Regions from separate parts of the Ovis aries genome. Here region 1 is linked to region 2. The links are chromatin contacts, called in public Hi-C maps. All regions are on one chromosome and are shown on one strand. Each heading gives the region's core, a stretch centred on a gene start, on an enhancer-like site or on the middle of the called end of the contact. The rest is flanking DNA. Distances are from core to core; before and after follow the strand shown.

What was found. Hi-C and Micro-C count contacts between places; a contact is called where the count stands out from the background.
Region 1: a contact with region 2 is called in a Hi-C map of liver, with 3 times the contacts expected there. The contact joins two enhancer-like sites. A contact is called at or near these places in 6 of 16 Hi-C or Micro-C datasets (blood, hypothalamus, liver and 2 more).

What each region holds. Positions count from the first base shown.
Region 1 is chr23:62,014,985-62,020,122 of ARS-UI_Ramb_v3.0, reverse strand. No RefSeq gene overlaps it. Among named protein-coding and RNA genes, the nearest start is that of VPS4B, 15 kb to the right of the region's middle. Within about 2 kb of position 2,007, at least 19 of the 54 cell types and tissues checked have an H3K27ac peak or open chromatin away from gene starts, as enhancers often do. A contact at or near this core is called in liver, where this site is marked.
Region 2 is chr23:61,709,242-61,714,285 of ARS-UI_Ramb_v3.0, reverse strand. All of the region lies in intron 1 of BCL2 (BCL2 apoptosis regulator), which reads left to right. Among named protein-coding and RNA genes, the nearest start is that of BCL2, 190 kb to the left of the region's middle. Within about 2 kb of position 2,860, at least 9 of the 54 cell types and tissues checked have an H3K27ac peak or open chromatin away from gene starts, as enhancers often do. A contact at or near this core is called in liver, where this site is marked.

The DNA of each region.
Region 1 (5,138 bases), core at 758-3,257, 310 kb before region 2:
ATACTTTACTCAGTGGAAATTTTTAAGACTGGTCCATCTAGTCAAGGCTATGATTTTTCCAGTGGTCATGTATGGATGTGAGTGTTGGACTATAAAGAAAGCTGAGCGCAGAGAATTGATGCTTTTGAACTGTGGTGTTGGAGAAGACTCTTGAGAGTCCCTTGGACTGCAAGGAGATCCAACCAGTCCATCCTGAAGGAGATCAGCCCTGTATATTCATTGGAAGGATTGATGCCGGAGCTGAAACTCCAATACTTTGGCCACCTGATGCGAAGAGCTGACTCATTGGAAAGAACCCTGATGCTGGGAAGGATTGGGGGCAGGAGGAAAAGGGGACGACAGAGGATGAGATGGTTGGATGGCATCACCGACTCAATGGACACGAGTTTGGGTGCACTCTGGGGGTTGGTGATGGACAGGTCATGGGGTTGCCAGAGTCGGACATGACTGAGCGACTGACCAGCAACAAACCCGGGAGGCAGCACCTCAAGTAAGGCTGAGAGAACGGCTCCAGGAGGTGAGGGGCGGAGCAGGTTATATGGAGGTTTTGCAACAAAAGGCAGGTAGGCTGAACGTCAAGAGAGCATTATTAATTAAAGAGAGCCGGGTACCCCAAGTTGAGGAATTTAGTGCGCGTGTGGGAGGATGCAGCCGTCTGGGCTCCCTGAATTCATTCCTTCCGAGTGCACCTCCACCGTGCAGGCCAGTTGCCTGTGTTTTTCCACATCTCGAGCTCCCGTGGGGCTCTCTGGAGGGCTGGCTGCAGCCTGAGGTTCGTCCTTCCTGAGTGCCCTTGGGGCTCCCTGGCTCACGTTGGAGGGCTGCAACACCGATGTGGTGACGTCCTTGTTCCCTGATGTGGTGGGAAATACTCCATTTCTCAGTACCCAGAGCCAGCCTGTGCTCAGACCCTGCTGCTCCGGTTCCCACAGTGTAAGTTCCGAACGTTTGAAAGCTCTGGGTGTGTGATGTCAAATCACTCTCCAGAGCCTTGTACAGAGCATCATCAACAATGTTCTTGACGGCCAATTTATTCCTCTTTGACGGTCCTTTTCTAAACAGCTTTTGGAAAAATTGTGAGATGCCACCCTGAGCTATGAATTATAAATTATGAGACAGCTAATGTCTTATCTGTTGTGTTCCTGTCCTTGCTGTTGGAGTTTCTCTGCTCCCACGATGTCTAATTAACAACCCTTAGCCCCAGGGGGCTACCGAGCCCCTGAAGTGTGGCTAGTCCAAACTGGGCCGTACCACTAGTGGAAAATACAGTCCAGATTTCAAAGGCTTAAGCTCAGTGAAGGATAGCTAATTAATTTCTTATATGGATTGCATGCTGAAGTGATAGCGTTTTGGATATATTGGGTTGAACAGGAAATGCATAATTAAAATAAATTTTACTTGTTTGGCTTTACTTTTTTAAAAAATATGGCCACTAGGAAATTTAAAATTAATACTTGGCTCACATTTGTGGATTTTGCAATTTTTCTACTGAACAAACGTTCTATTGGGATGCATTTTTCATTTTAATTCAGAGAGCGGTAGGCCAAGATTCCTTCACAGCTGATTTCTTTTCTTGTTCCTACCCTGAGGCTACTACCTCAGACAATTTTCCAGGGGGTTACAGTAGAACTGCTTCCTGCTTTTGAAGCCCTGTTTCACAGCTCGCGGAGAAGGAAAAGGCGACGCACTCCAGTAGGCCTGCCTGCAGAGTCCCGCGGACGAGCCTGGGGGGCTACAGCCCAGGGGGTCCCAAAGGGTCCAGTGCCGCTGACTACAGAAAGAGAAAGAAAGTCGCTCAGAGCCGTGTCCGTCGTGTCCGACTCTTTGGGACCCCCTGGACTGTAGCCCACCAGGCTCACCCGTGGGAATTCCCAGGCAAGAGTGCTGGAGTGGGTTGCCACTCCCTTCTCCAGGCATCGAACCTGCGTCTCCCGCACTGCGGGCGGATCTTCACCATCCGAGCCCCGGGGAAGACCACGTGACGCCTCTTTCGCTTTCTTTGCCGCCTCGTGAGTAGAGAGCGGGCAGTTTCTGTGAGTCGCCAGTAGAGGGCGCGCCTGCCACACTTAGCCCGGGACCGCGCGCAGCCGGGAGCCGCAGCTACTTTGAAAGTGAAAGTGAAGTCGCTCAGTCGTGTCCGACTCTCTGCGACCCCATGGACACCAGGCTCCTCCGTCCATGGGATTTTCTAGGCAAGAGTACTGGAGTGGGTTGCCTTTTCCTTCTCCAACGGCTGGTTAATTGCTTTACAGATACGTTGGTTGAAGCAAGAAAATTAATTCATACTGAACGGGAGAATTTCCTTAAATTTGCAGATGGTCCTGCACTGGGGGACTGCTTCAACAGCCAGGAAAATTATTAAAAGGAATAACGCTAGTTGAACTCCTTTTATTTTTTTCATAAAGCTTTGAATTTCAATTTTTAAAATAATTTGAATTTCCCTTTCAGACCTCTAGATACTGAAGAGTAAAGTCTGAAATTTTCTGATGTAACTACTTTATTTATAAAGTAGCTTTATCCTTTGTCATTTGTATAAAATATTTACAACAAAAGGATAACTTGGTAGTCAATATTTAATGTCCTGCCATAATGTTCTTAATGGAAGTTACTCTCCTGAAGCTAATTGTCCTCGGGTTCTGCTGCCCCTTGGAACCTTCTGGAACTGTTTGGATAATAAATTACTTTAATATGGTATTGCCATTACTCAGAGTTCTTGCTTGAGAACAACAGCAGCAACAACAACAACAAAAATCAGACTTTTTGTATTTGAGACGGAGAGGGAATTAGGTGAAAGGGTACTTGGACCCGGAGGGAACTGAAGGGAAGCCCAGAGAATCCAGCTCAGGAATTAAGCAGGAACCAACGGAGACCAGGGCGTCCCTGGCGGCTCAGATGGTAAAGAACCTGCCTGCAGTGCAGGAGACCAGGGTTCGATCCCTGGATCCGGAAGATCCCCTGGAGAAGGGGTACCCACTACACGCTCCAGTTTTCTCGCCCGGAGAATCCCATGGATGGAGGAGCCTGGTGGGCTGCAGTCCCTGGGGTCACAAAGAGTGGAACATCACTGAAGCAACTTAGCGTGAGTGCACAGACATATCTTGTGTGCCAGATGCTAATATAATGTTACATGTCAATCTATCTCAGTTTTTTAAAAATTCAGAAGAAGTCTTACTGGATTAGCGGGCCCCTAAATCCAAGGTGGGTGGTGTCTTTAGAAGGAAAGGAAAATTTGAGGACAGAGGTTCAGACGTGAAGTGACCACGATGTGAGGCAGAGGCAGAGACTGGAGCGGTTGGTTTGTCCACCAACCGAGGAGCGCCCAGGGGCATGGACACCCAGACACCGGGAGAGGCGAGAAAGGACCCGCCCCAGGAGCCTTCAGAGGCAGCGTGCTCTGCCAGCACTTAAGGTTCTATTGTTTTTGATGTGGACCATTTTAAAGTCTTTATTGAATTTGTTGCAATATCGCTGCTATTTTACGTTTTGAGCTTTTGCCTGCAAGGCATGTGGGATCTTAGCTCTCTGCCCAGGGATCTAGCCTGCGCTCCCTGCACTGGAAGGTAAAGTCTTAACCGCTGGACCACCAGGAAGTCCCATCTGCCAGTACCTTGACTGGGGACCTCCAGCCTTCCAGCGCTGTGTTAGCCATCCAGTCGTGTCCAACTCTTTTCGATCCCTAGGACGGTAGCCCACCGGGTTCCTCTGTCCATGGGCTTCTCCAGGCAAGAGTACTGGAGTGGGTAGCCACTCCCTTCTCCGGGAGATCTTCCTGATCCACGGATTTAACCCAGGTCTCCTGCATTGCAGGCAGATTTTTTACCATCTGAGCCACCACGGAAGCACCGCCCCCCCCCACCCACCCACCAGACTTCCTGGTGCAAGGATAAAATCTGTTGCCTGAAGCCACAAAGTCTGTCCTGTTTTATCACAGCAGCACACGAAAACACTTAGAATAAAGGGTGACTTTGGAGCTGGTCCACCAAAAGCCCCAGCCACAGTCTTTGCTTTGTGCGCTTAGACTTTCGATAAGGTGTCTTTTGAATTATTGATTAATGTCTTTCCATCCATCACAGAAATATCCCAGAGATAACAGAGAACCAGGAAGTCTACAGACTGACTACGTTTGGATTTATTCACGGAAATATGTGAATTAATTTGTGAATAAACTCTTACGTACAATGAGTAAACTCAGGAGATAAACATGACGTGACGGCACCGTGTACATACCAAACGCGTGTGGACGCGGGGCAGAGGGAGACGGACACCTCACGGTTCCCAGGGGCTGCCTTCTGCCACGAACATGTTCCACCTAGCACCAACCCAGCTGGCTGTGACTGTCGAGAAAACTGAACTCTACATGGACACATTATGCAGCCAAGCTCACACATCCAGCATACGACGCCCACTTCTCTTCCATGTGTTAGGCTGAGAAACGTCCATGGCAGAAAGGAGCTGATGGACTGATTCTGCAGTAAGAATCCTCTGTGTAATTTCTGTGCACAGACCACGTGGTTAGCACCGTCCGGTCCCACACCTGGCCTGAGCTTCCCCTCCTTCGCTGCCGAGGGCCAGCTCGAGAGCCCGTGCCCATCAGGAGGCCACCTGGCCCAGCCGGGAGCAACCTCTCCTCCCTCCTGCAGCATCTGCTGACGGTAACACTCAGCTCACACTTGTCTCCAGGGACTGTCCACCCCGATCCCTCATGAGAGGAATGGACTATAGACTCTGAGAACAGGAAGCGTGCTTTATGCAAGGAGAGGCCGGGAAAGCCATCGCAGCAAGTGCAAATCAGTGCTCACTTGTGAGAATCCACAGGGAGTCCCGGGCTCGAGGACAGAGAATGGCAGATGCCCAAAAGTGGGATGAGTGAGCTCACTCGGAGTTGACTCCCAAATCCAACATCACTGTAAAATGTAAAGGGCTTCTAATTTTGCACCTCACGAGATCACTATTGCTCCAAACAAGATGAAGCAAAGAGGTGAGGTTGCCGGAAAGCTGCCTGCTGTTCTGTGTTTGTCCGAGAAAGAGGAAGCTGCATCCAGCAGCACCCAGGGGTGGCAAAAATGCAGAAGCGCAGTGCAGAGGGCAGGCGCCCTGCCGGGGAGGCAGCGAAAAGAGGAGCCTGGGAGGAAAGGTGG
Region 2 (5,044 bases), core at 1,611-4,110:
ATCTACTCAAGGGCAGGACGGCTTCCCCACCGAGGCTCTGCCATGATCACATAAGGCATCCACAGTCAGCTCCAAGACTGGAACGTGCCTGAGTTTCCCATCTGTTTATAGCCGACCAAGGTCACCGTTCCATTTCCCTGTGAGTGCTAAGAGCCAGCGGGAGCCTGGACTGGCAGAGGCTGCTGCGCTGTTTCACTCAGTGTTATGCTGGGGACATCTTCCCTTGCCAGTAAATACAGGGCACAAGTTTTAGTGACTGATCCATATTCCAGTGGGCTTCCCTGGCGGGTCAGTGGTAGAGAACCCACCTGCCAACACAGGAGGTGTGGGTTCGATCCCTGGATCAGGAGGATCCCCTGGAGAAGGGAATGGCAGCCCACTCCAGTGTTCTTGCCTGGGCAATCCCATGGATGGGGGAACCCGGCGGGCTACAGTCCACAGGGTCACAAAGAGTCAGACACGACTGAGCGACTAAACCATAACATACTCACTATCATATTTTCAGATATTTTTGTTTTAAAGTTTTATTAATTGTTTTCAAGATAATTAGAAGTAGAATCGCTAACACATGAGCAATATTTTTAAAGCTTCTGTTGCGCATTTCCAAACATGAACGGCCTCTCCGCTTACCTGCTCCTGAGAGCCCCTGAGCTGTGTGAGGGTTTCTGGGCTCCTGCCCCCACCCCCACACCATCCTTTTCAGTGGAACTCAGTGGTCTTCTTCAGTTCTTGCCATTCTGATTCATTGGTTTTTAAATCTCATTTTATTCGGAATCAGGTTTAAATAAAACTTTTTGAAGGACCTGAAGGGGAAAGGAAAATCTTGGAGAGTGGGCTGCCTTGAGGGAGGGATGGAGAGTGGGCTGCCTTGAGGGAGGTGTGGCGGGGATGGGGGCGGGAGGGATGGGGCTGAGTGGTCCCAGGGCAGGGACAGGACACTCTGACCCCCTCCTCCCACCTTCGCTGACTTGAGCTGTCTGTTCCTACCTGGTCCGTCCACACCTCCCTGGCCGACTCCCAGCCCTGCAGCCAGGGCCTGGGCTTGGGGCATTAGCTGCCCTGCTCCTCTGAGGTCGGCGCTGCTGGAACTCAGACTCCAGCCATCTGTGGCCTCTGAATGGGAAGTCTGTGGGGAAGCTGTCTGCAAAAGGGCCTCCAGAGCTGGGGCGCTGCCTGCCTCCCCTCTGAAGTTGGGGGCTAACAGAAGGAGAAGGGGCCCTCCCCTGGAGACCTGCCGTGCCCATCCCTGAGGTCGGGCAGAGCCCTGGCCAGTCCCAACACAACCAGGTGCTGCGTGCACCCTGAACATACAGGCGGGGGCTTTGTCCAAATCATGTGACGACGGCCCGGGCTTTCTTCTTCCCTCTCTGTTGCTTCTAATACATAGAATGAGCATGTGTTTATTTAAAACAGCTTTCAGACTTAAACAAATAATGACAGACTGTTCAAACAGACTTCGGAAATCACCCTGATCAGGATGTTTGAGAAAGCAAGAAGACTCCCCCGTGAAAATAGCTTTCGGAGCTTCACTCCTGAAACCACAGGCTCTGCTCTGCACTTTAGAATCATAGACGGGCAGATTATGGGGTAGATTCCATCTCAGGGGCGGGGGGGGGGGGGGGGTCGCGCATTAAATGATGCCTCTCGGCCCTACAGCCTGACTTAATAATCTATGAGGAAGTAGAGCTGGGCGTGTGTTATCGCTTCCAATTTTCCGCCAGAACACATCATGTGTGTACGTCTGAATTCACGATTTCTTTAGAAATCATCAACTATCTTGAGAACCAAGAGCTGACACCTTAGAGGGAGCTGGCCGCTTGTTTCTGGAAATTAGCAGGCTCAGCAGACCGCCTGGAGGCTAGGGCAGTTTGAGGAGGATCACAGCAGGTTAGCAAGAGGACAGACCAGAGAGCCGGGTGATGTTTCCTCTAGTTCACGCTCGGGGCCACGTTTACAAATGGCCCGAGTCACCTACGTTTATCTTCACAACAACCAGTTTTATGGGTGAGATAAATGAAGCTCAGCCTCGGGTAATTTGTTCAAGGTCACAGGCAATAAAATGTCAAAGCTAGGATTCCACACAGACCTCCTCCCTTGAGCTCAGGGCTCGTTCCCAGATCCCTCCGTGCCCATGCTTTGGGTTAAGAGATGCTATGTTAGCTCATCCCACTTCAGAAATGATTTCTTTCTTTGTAATGCACATCAGAAATGGGCCGTGAAGCACAGTTATTTATACAAGCGGCTGAGGCTGGGCAGGGAGGTCTTCCGGCCCAGGGCTGGGGTACTGGGAGAGGCGTCTCGTCCGCCCGGGGGGGTCGACACCAGGCAGAGCGGCCCGAGTCTCCCTGCTTCCCCTGTCTCCCGAGGGGGGCGCCTGGTCTGGAAGGGTCAGGTGGCTGAGGCCTTAGTCTCTTCCATATCCCGCCACAGACACCTCCATTGATAACTAAAGGGACTCAGGGCCCAGCCGCCGACCCTCACGACATGGAACTGAAGTGCCTACCGCCCAGTGCGCCCTTCCGAGGAGTCCGGGTGCCTTTGGCTGGTGTATGGGGGTTCCAGCCTTCCCGCCGTTAGAGAAACCAGCACGGAGGGGAGGGCTGTTAGATGTCTGCTCCTGTGTCTGTGGGGTCCGGGGGTGCACTCTGCAAGAGGCAAGTTTCTCTATACCGGTCCTGACTCCTTCCTGCCCCGTTTACCCCCCGACATGTAGCGAAGGTCGGTGTCCTGACGAACAGCCGTGGTTGTCAGCTCAGCTCTGGGCCTAGGGCGCTAAGCACATGTGCTATTTATGTCTATTGCCTTGCTTTGCTAAGACTCAAACTCAGAAAACTGTTTAACAATAGATTAAGGAAGAAGAAAACCCTTGCGCCCTCTCCTGGTAGAAGTTAATCCAGTACCTCTGAAGGTAGAGGTCACCCACGTGTAGGGGAGCAGTTCCTTGTCCCGGCTAGCTAACTCATCTGGCGCTAATTTGACCAAAGCTATGGACACACTAGATCGACCATCTGGGTCTTCTGAGGGCTGTGATTGTGGCGTTTCTTCTGGACCTTTCTTCACAAGGCTTCTCAGTCTCAGCACCACTGGCACTTGGGGGGGATGATTCTTGTGCTGGGGCCGTCCTGTCCCGCGCGGGGCAGTGGAGAGCACCTATGGTCTCTGCCATCGGATGCCAGCAGCACCCTCTCCCCCAGACCATGACCACCAAAGACATGTCATGGCGGGGGGGGGGGGGGTCAGGACCACCCCCAGTGAGACGCACCACCCTAAACCCTTGTCTGCCTTTGTGGGGTTCTGTCTGTTTAGTTCTTGTTTTCATGTTTTTCTGGCTGCACAGCCTGTGGTATCTTAAGTTCCACAACCAGGGACTGAACCCATACTCTCGGCAGTCAAAGTGCAGAGTCTTAACCACTGGACTGCCAGGGAATTCCCTCTTGTCTGCTTTTTGTAAAAGGTGCCAAGGTCACTGGGGCAGTGAGAGAGTGAGGATAGCTCAGCACAAACCCTTCAGGACTGTGGGAAGCAATTTTGATCAACTCTGGGAATTTGTCTCAAAACAAAAACAAAACCTAAATCCAAATGCATAGATAAGAATTTACAAATCGCTGGTCTATAACGCAGGGAGCCCAGCCTGGCACCCTTTGATGACCTAGAGGGGAGGGATGGGGGAGGAGAAAGGGGCTCCAGAGGGAGGGAATATTTGAGCAGTTGTATGTTGTTTAGCAGAAATCAGTACTGCGTTGTAAAGCAATTATCCTCCAATTAAAAATAATTTAAAAAGTAAAAAGAATTGGTTAAATAAAGTACAGCACAGATACAGATATATAAATATACGTGGTGGAAAATTATGTAGTCATGAAAAATAATTGTGCACATTTATACTTAATAACACAGGAAGTTCCCCTTAATGATGCCTTAAATGTTCACCTTCAAGATTACTGCCAAGATTTCCAGAGGTGGTTGTATGTAAAAGGAATAATTTCAAACAGGCAGAGTATCTGGGTAATGTATTAGGCCAAATACAGAATTCAAACCAATGTTTGATGTTAGAAAACCTTAATCATTAACTGAACAAACATTTCTCAAACACCTACATGTACTAAGACCATGCACAGCACTGGGGAGACAAAAATAACACCTGATCCCTCTACTGAATACTCGCCCCAGACAGACAAAAGCGTGGTCAGCATCATCAGCCGCTCCTCACACAGTGAGGCTGGACCTCTGTATGCGCCGTCTCCCTTAGTGAAACTGTGTGCTAATTCCAGGTTTGGGGGGCTAACTGGAACTATGTCTTGTTTTCCCCTTCATACCTGATTAATCCACCAAGGGAAAAACACTCCACTCGCTGCTTTACATATTCAGACGGGCATGCATCCACGCTCAGCTGCTTCAGGCCAGCCCGACTCTGTGTGACCCAAACGACTGCAGCCCGCCAGGCTCCTCTGTCCATGGGATTTTCCAGGCAAGAATGCTGGAGTGGGTTGCCATGCCCTCCCCTAGGGGATCTTCCTGACCTGAGGACTGACCTGTGTCTCCAGCACTGCAGACATATCCTCTACCACCTGGGTCAGCCAGGAAGCCCATATATTCAGACAGAGTTATCCAAATGCTCACTGGGTCCAAACACAGAGTCTGATCGTCCCCAGCAAATCTGAGAAATGAGCATTCAATGGTCTCGGCTCTTTTCTTACAGCACAAGAACAAAGTAAAGGGCCCTTTAAGATGGGTGTGAAGAATAAAGAAGATAATGCATGTCAGGGATTCGCTACAAGTGCCTGGCCTAGAGCAAGCATTCAGGAAAGGAGTAGTTGGGGTTTCTTTTTAAATTAGTTTTACGAATGTCCATGCTCGCTAAAACTGCAAAGCCTCCAGTATTTCTACTGCTTCTGCCCTTTCATTTCTGCCGTTAGCAGTTACGGCTCTCTAATACACTCTACGATGCATCCAAGTTTTGTTCACTGTCTGTCCCATTTCACTGGATCAGAGACGTTTGAGCTTTTGGTCTGCTTCACTCATGGCTGAGTCTCTGCTGTGCCTGGTG